3 separate regions of the Mus musculus genome follow, and regions 1 and 2 are each linked to region 3. Evidence: chromatin contacts called from public Hi-C data. All regions are on one chromosome and are shown on one strand. The core of a region is the stretch at or near the end of the contact, and the rest is flanking DNA. Distances in the headings are between cores, read along the strand shown.

Region 1 (2,700 bases), core at 157-2,656, 270 kb after region 3:
AAGACAGTGCTACCAGGATCGATCCCATGGATTTCCCTTACTTTCCCCTAAGGCAACTTGCTCAGTCTGAGTATCATGTCTTATCAACCAATAGCAGAACGGGGCCCGTGCTGCTACAGCAAAGAGGCATACTGCTCCATACCACATGGAGAAGAACCTATACTACACAAATGCCCCACTCTTAGATAGCTTAGTTTTAGTCTCATCACCCAGAAGGAAAATACAACGGCTTTTCCCAAAATTATCCCTTACCAGATGGATGCCTAACAACCATCAGAAGCTCGATCAAATGGAGGCAAACATGCTCATGTCTGGCTATTATGATTGCAGCGCAGGACATAGCTGCTGGGCTGGACATTTTACAGTGGGCATCAGACTGAAAAGAGAAATAGCCCAGGAAAGAACATGGCAATTAGTAAGCCTTCCTGTGAATATAACCAGCTCACCAAGCAGACTCAGGGGACAGAGACTAAGAGATTCGAGGGCAAGACCCCTCAGTAGGAGTGTCAAGATTAAAATGTTGTTAGTCATTGTGGTATTGGGTGGCTTCCAGGAATGTATCCAACAGCTATTTAAAGAGCACTTTAAAGAATTGAGTCATGGTGTAGCATATCCACTGCTAATGGAGGCTGAGGCAGGAAGATTGGAAGTTAGAGGCTAGCCTGGGCTGCATAGGAAGACTCTGTCTCAAAAACAAAAACAAAAACACAGCAAACAAACAAAGAAGAACATTTCATAGAAATTTGAAATCCCTTGAAATTGAGTAGCTCACACATGAAAGAAATTACTAGGTTTCTTGCCCCAGTTAGAGGGCTTTTGTAGAGTTTCCCCATATTCAATAGTTTTAAGACAACACCACACTGAAGTTGTGAGCTCTGAAATATTTTCTCTTTTTTTTTCTATTTATTTATTTATTGAGGAATAAAGTTCTATCATTTTATATCCTTATAAAATTTTGAAATTAAAAAGCTTTTCTAAAACCTGAAAGTTATTCTGATCAACCATACTATACCACATGCAAAATGGAGTCAGAGCTTTCTGTCTCCTCTGTAGCTAAGATCACTAATGAGTTATTGTATGAAAAGGCAATAAAATCATGCTGTCTGGAGAGTGCCAATACTTTCAGACTAGTGTATCACGTAAACTCTTTAGTAACAACCTACACACAAAAATTTAATCTGTAATAATCAAAGGCCCAAGTGAGCAACGACAGTCCAGGAAAACTTCATGGGAGGATTGCATTTCAGTTGTCAGGAGATCAGACGCTGGCAGCAGGACTGCATCCATCAGTCAGTCCAAGTCGGCAGTTATACATGACCACCACCTGATTGGCCCAATCTCTGTCCTGATTGGTTAGAGCCTGCCCTAGCAGTTGGCCAATGTTTTGCATATTTTCTGTGTCAGTTAGAACAAACAATATTCGCAAAAGCACCAGAAGGAAGAGTCTTGGCTCATACATCAAAAGGTGAGGGGACTGGCTTGAATCCAGCTGGGGCAGATGTGGGAGGTACAGCTCTTTAAACTCGAGTAAAACCAATTGTGAAGGGAGTTGAATGTTAGAGGAAAGGAATTTGTCCATTATCCTGCAAGCAGGGGAGACTAATGAGCCCTATCGGTGACATAATATCAACATTTTTATTGTAATTTAGGAATCACAAACTAGCAGGAAGGAGGAAGATGCCTTAAAGGGCTATGACATATGCACTAGGAAAATAGAAATTGGGGCTTGTTCTCTCTATTGGTTGCTTTTCACTGCTGTGTCAAAAGCAACCTAAGGAGGAGGAAAGGGTTTATTTTGATTGACTGTTTGACTCACATTTAATCCTGACAGCAAGTTGGCAGAAGCACGGAGTCATGTTGTTTCTGTAGTCAGAAAGCCGAGCAAGATAAGGACTGCGTTCATCTGCCTTTCCCTATTTCTCCTTTCTACTAGGTCTGAGACTCACGCCCATGGGCATGGTAAGGCCATGTTCAAGATGGTTTGTCTTTCCTCAGTTAAATCTTTCTGAAAATACTCCCACCAGACAACATGCCAAGAGCTGTGTATCCTAAGGTTCCAAATCCTGTTAGTTGACAAGATTAACCATTACATGAGTCTCACCTCCTTAACTCAGGTCTGATACTGTTAGCTTATAGTACTGAAAGCATACTGAAGGCTTCTTGTCTCTGCTAGATTGCTCTGAACTCCTCTTTTCTGCCACTGCAGCAGTAGGTGGTTATAGCCAAGTGTCTTCATGCTGGGTACCTGAGGATGTCTGTTCTCTCTCTCTCCCCCCCCCCTCTCTCTCTCTCTCCCTCCCTCCCTCCCTCCCCCTCTCTCTCTCCCTCTTTCCTCTCTCTCTCTCCCTCTCTCCCTCCCTCTCTCTCTCTCTCCCTCTCTCTCTCCCTCTCCCCCCCCTCTCTCTGACTACTCCAATGCAGAGGCAGTAAACTTGACATATAGAACTGTTGATACCCAGAGTGACTATCAGCCACAGAGACTAGGAAGGAGGACTTAGATAAATGCTTTCTTCATCCCATGGTGCTGGAATTTATTTCAGAGGGCTCCCCAGAGTTCCTATAGTATCTAGCATTTCTGTCCTCTAGACTTGGAGTGGAATGTGTTGGTCCCAGATTGACACTTCTAGATTGCAGTAGAATGTTGAAGTTGTGGGACCTAATGGGGACTGTGAGACACTGGTGCCCTTCTCTTTCTCTCTG
Region 2 (2,700 bases), core at 113-2,612, 270 kb before region 3:
TCATCCCTGAAGGAGAATCCAAAGAAGGCGACCATGAGGTAGGAGAAAAAGGAAAAGAACAGAAGCCAGGCAAGGGGTGAGCTGAGACGAGAATGGGGGAAGGGAAGCCAGGGATATCCCAGGAGCTCGCTCCTCCCCAATGACTAGTTTGTGATACAGTTGGGCATGCAGTGGCCTTTGGGTGAGCAGTCCTCTAGGCCGAGGAGCCTGGAGTCCTTTAAAGCGTTCTCTTGGTGTCTGTTAGTGCCTTGGACACTAAGCATGCTGAGCTCACAGTGGCCAGTAGAATTACTCAGCCAGAAGCTATGCCAGGCAGGCTAAGGTTCTCCTGTTGCCACAGTGCTAAGGTGCCCACTATCTGCCCTGGATTCCAGGCTGCAATCTCAGGGTGGACCCACCCAACCCAGAGTCAGTGCTGATTTAAGTATAGAAAAACTACACATGACCCAAATGGAATAATTCATGGGCCCCGAGGGGAGGGAAAGCATTCAGCAGTCTCTATGCCTACAGGTGGCACTGGAGCCTAGCTAGCACGAGGCAGTACTGCACACAGTGTTGGCATGCGTAGGGGCTGTGCTTCTCAGCTCAGCTTAGTTTCCCTCAGGGCTGCATGGAGGGCAAGTGCTGTCATGGGCACTGGTAGCATGGGTTTGGTGGGGGCAGGCAGGTTTCATAGCAGCATGGGATATAGGGCAGCACCTCTGCTGTTCTCCCTCCCCCCTCCCCCATTGGAGAGCAGCAAGCTTGCATGAGTCATGAGGAGATAATGGCTCTCCCTGCAGCAAGGACGACCAAGCCCCAACCCTCCCACCTTCTCATCCTGACTAGCTGCTGACCAAGGACAAAAGCACTGGTGCTGGATCGGGGGCTGGGAGGGCATGCAAGCCAAGCTGCGCACAACCAGGGAGACAAGAGTGGCTTCCTCTAGCACAAGATGGGGATAGAGAATACAAATATATGCTTATAGTGTCCAACCTACGGCCAACTTCAGCTGCAATTCTTGAAGGGCAAAGAATGGAAGGGAGAGAGGAAACAGAAACCGATTGGTGAGTCCTTGTGGCAACTCTTGTGCGGACGTAATAGAAGCCAAGGAAGCCCAGGGAGAATCTTCAGTACTCACCTGAGTCTGGATGCTGGCTGTATTTGCCGATCACTGGAGCCGCGATGGGATGGACGCACCCACATACACAGGGTAACGAGAGTGGGAAAGAGGAAGAAGGCTTGTGAGGTATAGGGTGGCTGCCGAGTGTTCCCACATGAATTGTTTCTATGTGAACTTCCTTTTAAGTCTGAGTTGGTGCTGGCTGCCTGGGCAGTGGAATTCACACTGGACTAAACAAAGACCTTTTTGTTTGAAGAGAGGGCTAAGGCCCTATTTGCCACGGGGTCTGGGAGACAACACAATCCTGCAGAGAGGATCCAAGCGGACCTGAACAGAGCCTCTCTGCATAGAAAGTTATTCAAGTGGTACTCTTGGTCTGTGCCATGGGGTATTGCTCACAGTGAGAAGGCCTATCAGGCCACATTTATGCTTCTCCAAACCCAACTCTTCATAACTCCTGCCTTTTGCCCGGAGTCCCTGTGGCATTCCTGTTCAATACCAAAGAGGGCAGGTGGGATACTCTGGGTGCTGAGGGACCCTGACATATTTGTCTCAACTGAGTAAGCTGGACGGAGGCTTTCTGAAAGGTCAGCTAGGCAGTGTCCACCCAGGGCGACAGAGAACAGCTATTGGTTTTCTATCTTTGTTATCACCCAAGCATGATAGATAAGAACACAATTACATTAGGAAAACCACCTGTTTTGAAACCAGCTCTTCTGTAACCCAGTCTGCACCAAGGCTGTCATGACTTGTGGTGCAGGGGACAATAGGTACGTTTCACTATGCAGCTGGGGTAAGCTTTCCTCCAAAGAGGGGTGTTCAGTGGCACCCATTTCCCTGTGTTCTGAGCCTGTCCCAGGGAAGGGGTCTAGCATGAGAAGATGCCAGTGGTCTGCACTGTGTTCTGGGCAGGTGGGAAGGAGGCAGTGGGATTTTTTGTACTTAGGTGAGTGGTTATTTATGAGGATTGCACAGCAGTTAATGAAGGACTAAGTGGGCTCTCTAGATTTGTTTTAAGGTGATATGTGACATTTACCGAATACTTTGATAAATGATAAATTTGGGAAAATCAATAGAAAAACTGTGTCCCACACAAGAATGCCCAGACTTTCACTCTATTGTTGAAGAAGGACATGTCTGTCCTCCTTATGTGAAAAGCATACAAACGGTCTGCCCATAGTGAAGCCATGTTTACAGGGACACACACAGAGGCTTGGGAGTTACAGTGCCTCCAGAGAGCTCTTCTTTGGGGCCATAGGCCTGTGGCCTATGTGGGTGGGAGGAAGAGGGGAGGCCTAGCAGTTCACAGAGTCAGAGGACAGTATGTTCTACTAAAATTCCATCCTTCCTGAAGCAAGTTCTTGTGGCTATCGATTTCAGAATGACACTCTCAGGACATAGAAAACTTCTCTCAAGTCTCATCTAGTCCTTCCATTATAGTTTTGATCTTTAAAGTCCCCCAAAGGCCATTATGTTGAAGGCTTGGTCTCCACCCAGGGCAGTATGGGGAAGCAGACCTTTAGGAAGTAGAGCGTCATGGGCGCAGAGTCATGTACTTGAAGGTGAGCTCTCAAAGAGGACATTGGGACTCTAGATCC
Region 3 (2,798 bases), core at 48-2,547:
TGGAAAAAAAGATAGCATTTTCAAGAAATAGTGTTCCTTCAACTGGTGGTCAGCATATAGAAGAATGCAAATTGATCCATTCTTATCTCCTTGCACAAAGCTCCAGTCCAAGTAGATCAAGGACCTCCACATGAATCCTGATACACTGAAACTAATAGAAGTGAAAGTGGGGAAGAGCCTCGAACACATGGGCACAGGGGAAAATTTCCTAAACAGAATACCAATGGTTTGTGCTCTCAGATCAAGAATCGACAAATGGGACCTCATAAAATTGCAAAGCTTTTATAAGGCAAAAGACACTGTCAATAGGACAAAATGGCAACCAATAGTTTTGGAAAAGATCTTTACCAACCCTACATCTGATAGAAGGCCAATATCGAATATATACAAAGAACTCAAGAAGTTAGACTCCAGAGAACCAAATAACCCTATTAAAAATGAGGTACAGAGCTAAACAAAGGATTCTCAACTGAGGAATACCAAATGGCTGAAAAGCACCTAAAGAAATGTTCACCATCCTTAGTCATAGGAAATGCAAATCAAAACAACCCTGAGATTCCACCTCACACCAGTCAGAATGGCTAATACCAAAAACGCAGGTGACAGCAGATGCTGGTGAGGATGTGGAGAAAGGTTGGTGGGATTGCAAGCTGTTACAACCACTCTGGAAATCAGTTCGGCAGTTCCTCAGAAAATTGGACATAGTATTACCTGAGGACACAAGTATACCACTCCAGGGCATATACCCAAAAGGTGCTCCAACATATAACAAGGACACACACTCCACTATGTTCATAGCAACCTTATTTATAGTAGCCAGAAGCTGGAAAGAACCCAGATGTCCTTCAACAGAGGAATGAATACATAAAATGTGGTACATTTACACAATGGTATACGACTCAGCTATTAAAAACAATGAATTCATAAAATTCTTAGGCAAATGGATGGAACTAGAAAATATCATCCTGAGTGAGGTAAAAGTCACAAAAGAACACATATGGTATGTACTCATTGTTAAGAGGATGTTAGCCGAAAATAGTCTTCTAAAAGGTGCTTCTTCCTGACCTCCTAACCTCCTGTGGTTGTTGCTCAGAACTAAAACAATTAATTCCCTGAGGCTGCCAAGAAGTGGCTGCTGCCTCTGGATCAGGAGACCAGAGCCACTTCTGTGACAGTATGTAGGAAATAAGTGCCATGGTTGCTTAACAAAGGTCACCTGTCCTCAGGGAGCTTATCTCCACAGTGGGAGAGCACATTCCTGAAAGTCCAGTGATATCTGGGCTGCTGGCTACCTGAGGGGAGTGAATCAGTCTGTGGCCAGCCGGCAGGATTCTGGAGCCATTCTGAAGAGCTCTCTGATTCTGTAAGATAAACAGAATCAGAGTCCTGGGAGTCACAATGGGAGTGGCACAGGAGGGTTGTGATCAGTGCATAGGCGCAGAGAGCAGAACAGACAGCCGTGTCCATTCATGCTATCTGACCACACCCCAGTTTCCTCATCTACGAGGCTGAAAGGGTTTGAGTCCCTTTACCACTATGCTGCCATGAGAATCAAGCGGGAAGTATACCTAAAGAGCTTACAACAGTGCCTAGAACACAGCAATGTGCTGAATGTGAGGGTTCCCGCAGTCCAGCACAGGGTGTTAATTCCTCATGATCTGTGAAGTCAAGTATTATATGTACAACTGCATTTTACAGGGGACCAAAAAAAAAAAAAAACCAGAAAGAAAGAAAGAAAGAAAGAAAGAAAGAAAGAAAGAAAGAAAGAAAGAAAGAAAGAAAGAAAGAAAGAAAGAAAATGGATTTGGAAGGAACTCCCACGGTCACACAATAATGGGTGGAAGGCAATCAATTTAAATCTGATGGGCTCTGGAAGTAAGATCTGTCATGGAGGTAACACCAAGCAACAGCATTCTTAGGAAGATGGACTGACCTGTGTGATTGACATCTATGTGCCTCTGCTGACGACTCCCATCCCCAAGGGTGAGAATGTGTCTGTTTAGCTCATCAGTGCCCCCCACCCCCGCAATATCCAGTACAATACACACCAGGTATGCAAAGAGCAAGTAAGTGAGCTACCAAAGGGATGCTCATTTGACCTAAGTTCTGTCAGTCACACAGGGCATATGAGTGCCTTGATTACCAGGAAGAATGAGGGAAACTGATAGCTGAAGCTAGGCTAACCTGGAATCTGACCGTTAGGCTTTTGATCCCCCCACCCATCTTGAGCTGAATTCTTGAGGAATAGGAGCCAATTTAACGCAGGGGATTCTGAGAGAAAGAGGAGCACTAGGCCCTGTTAGATTGTTCTGTTATTTTCTCTTGAGCTGAGGCAGGAGAATGTGAATTTTGAGAAGCCTAAACTACTCCCTTCTTGTACCTGAATCTTGTTGCTATCACTCTAATGGGTCACCCTGTCACACACGAGGTCGTGGAGCTATAACAACTCCCACTGGGCACTGCCTTCTAGATTGTCCTTGTCCTTTGCTCCTCTGGTCTGTGCCAGAACAGTCTGGTCAGTGTCATGTTGTTTCAGACAGTGTCTTGTAGCCTAAGATGCAGTATTTGCTGAGTCAGCCAGTTCTCTCTGCACCGTGCTATGCAACAAACACAGTCCTAGCATGCCATTCTTGGCTCTGTATGTTTCATCGCATGGCAACTGTCATGGACGCCACTACCCTGCACACAGATGTCTGCTGAAATGGCCTCCCTGCTGTCAACCTGCTATTCCAACTTGAGGAATTCTGGCAGCTTTCACTCCTCTGCCCTTACTTCCCACAAACCACTGCAGTGGACAG

Evidence for each region. Hi-C and Micro-C count contacts between places; a contact is called where the count stands out from the background.
Region 1: a contact with region 3 is called in a Hi-C map of liver, with 4 times the contacts expected there. The contact joins the promoter of Fam50b here to the enhancer-like site in region 3. A contact is called at or near these places in 2 of 39 promoter capture datasets (both in liver), 4 of 484 Hi-C or Micro-C datasets (all in liver) and 3 of 115 datasets of contacts at active chromatin or transcription factors (hepatocytes, liver and pancreatic cancer cells).
Region 2: a Hi-C map of stem cell-derived neural stem cells shows a contact between it and region 3, with 2.8 times the contacts expected there. The contact joins two enhancer-like sites. A contact is called at or near these places in 1 of 15 datasets of contacts at CTCF or cohesin (the NIH/3T3 cell line), 12 of 484 Hi-C or Micro-C datasets (cerebellum, embryonic stem cells, immediate neuronal precursor and 5 more), 8 of 115 datasets of contacts at active chromatin or transcription factors (astrocytes, embryonic stem cells, extraembryonic endoderm stem cells and 4 more) and 2 of 9 other capture datasets (adipose tissue and embryonic stem cells).

What each region holds. Positions count from the first base shown.
Region 1 is chr13:34,733,444-34,736,143 of GRCm38.p6, forward strand. Fam50b (family with sequence similarity 50, member B) reads left to right here and starts at 1,407. Exons shown (of 2, transcript NM_001382856.1): 1 at 1,407-1,465.
Region 2 is chr13:34,192,274-34,194,973 of GRCm38.p6, forward strand. Slc22a23 (solute carrier family 22, member 23) reads right to left here. Exons shown (of 10, transcript NM_001382849.1): 8 at 1,121-1,153; 9 at 1-6. Among named protein-coding and RNA genes, the nearest start is that of Gm52037, 4.3 kb to the right of the region's middle. Within about 2 kb of position 1,363, at least 83 of the 459 cell types and tissues checked have an H3K27ac peak or open chromatin away from gene starts, as enhancers often do. A contact at or near this core is called in oligodendrocyte precursor cells, pancreatic cancer cells, stem cell-derived neural stem cells and 1 more, where this site is marked.
Region 3 is chr13:34,459,829-34,462,626 of GRCm38.p6, forward strand. The region is part of intron 2 of Gm40908 (a long non-coding RNA gene); the gene reads right to left. Among named protein-coding and RNA genes, the nearest start is that of Gm40908, 21 kb to the right of the region's middle. Within about 2 kb of position 1,298, at least 40 of the 459 cell types and tissues checked have an H3K27ac peak or open chromatin away from gene starts, as enhancers often do. A contact at or near this core is called in hepatocytes, liver, oligodendrocyte precursor cells and 3 more, where this site is marked.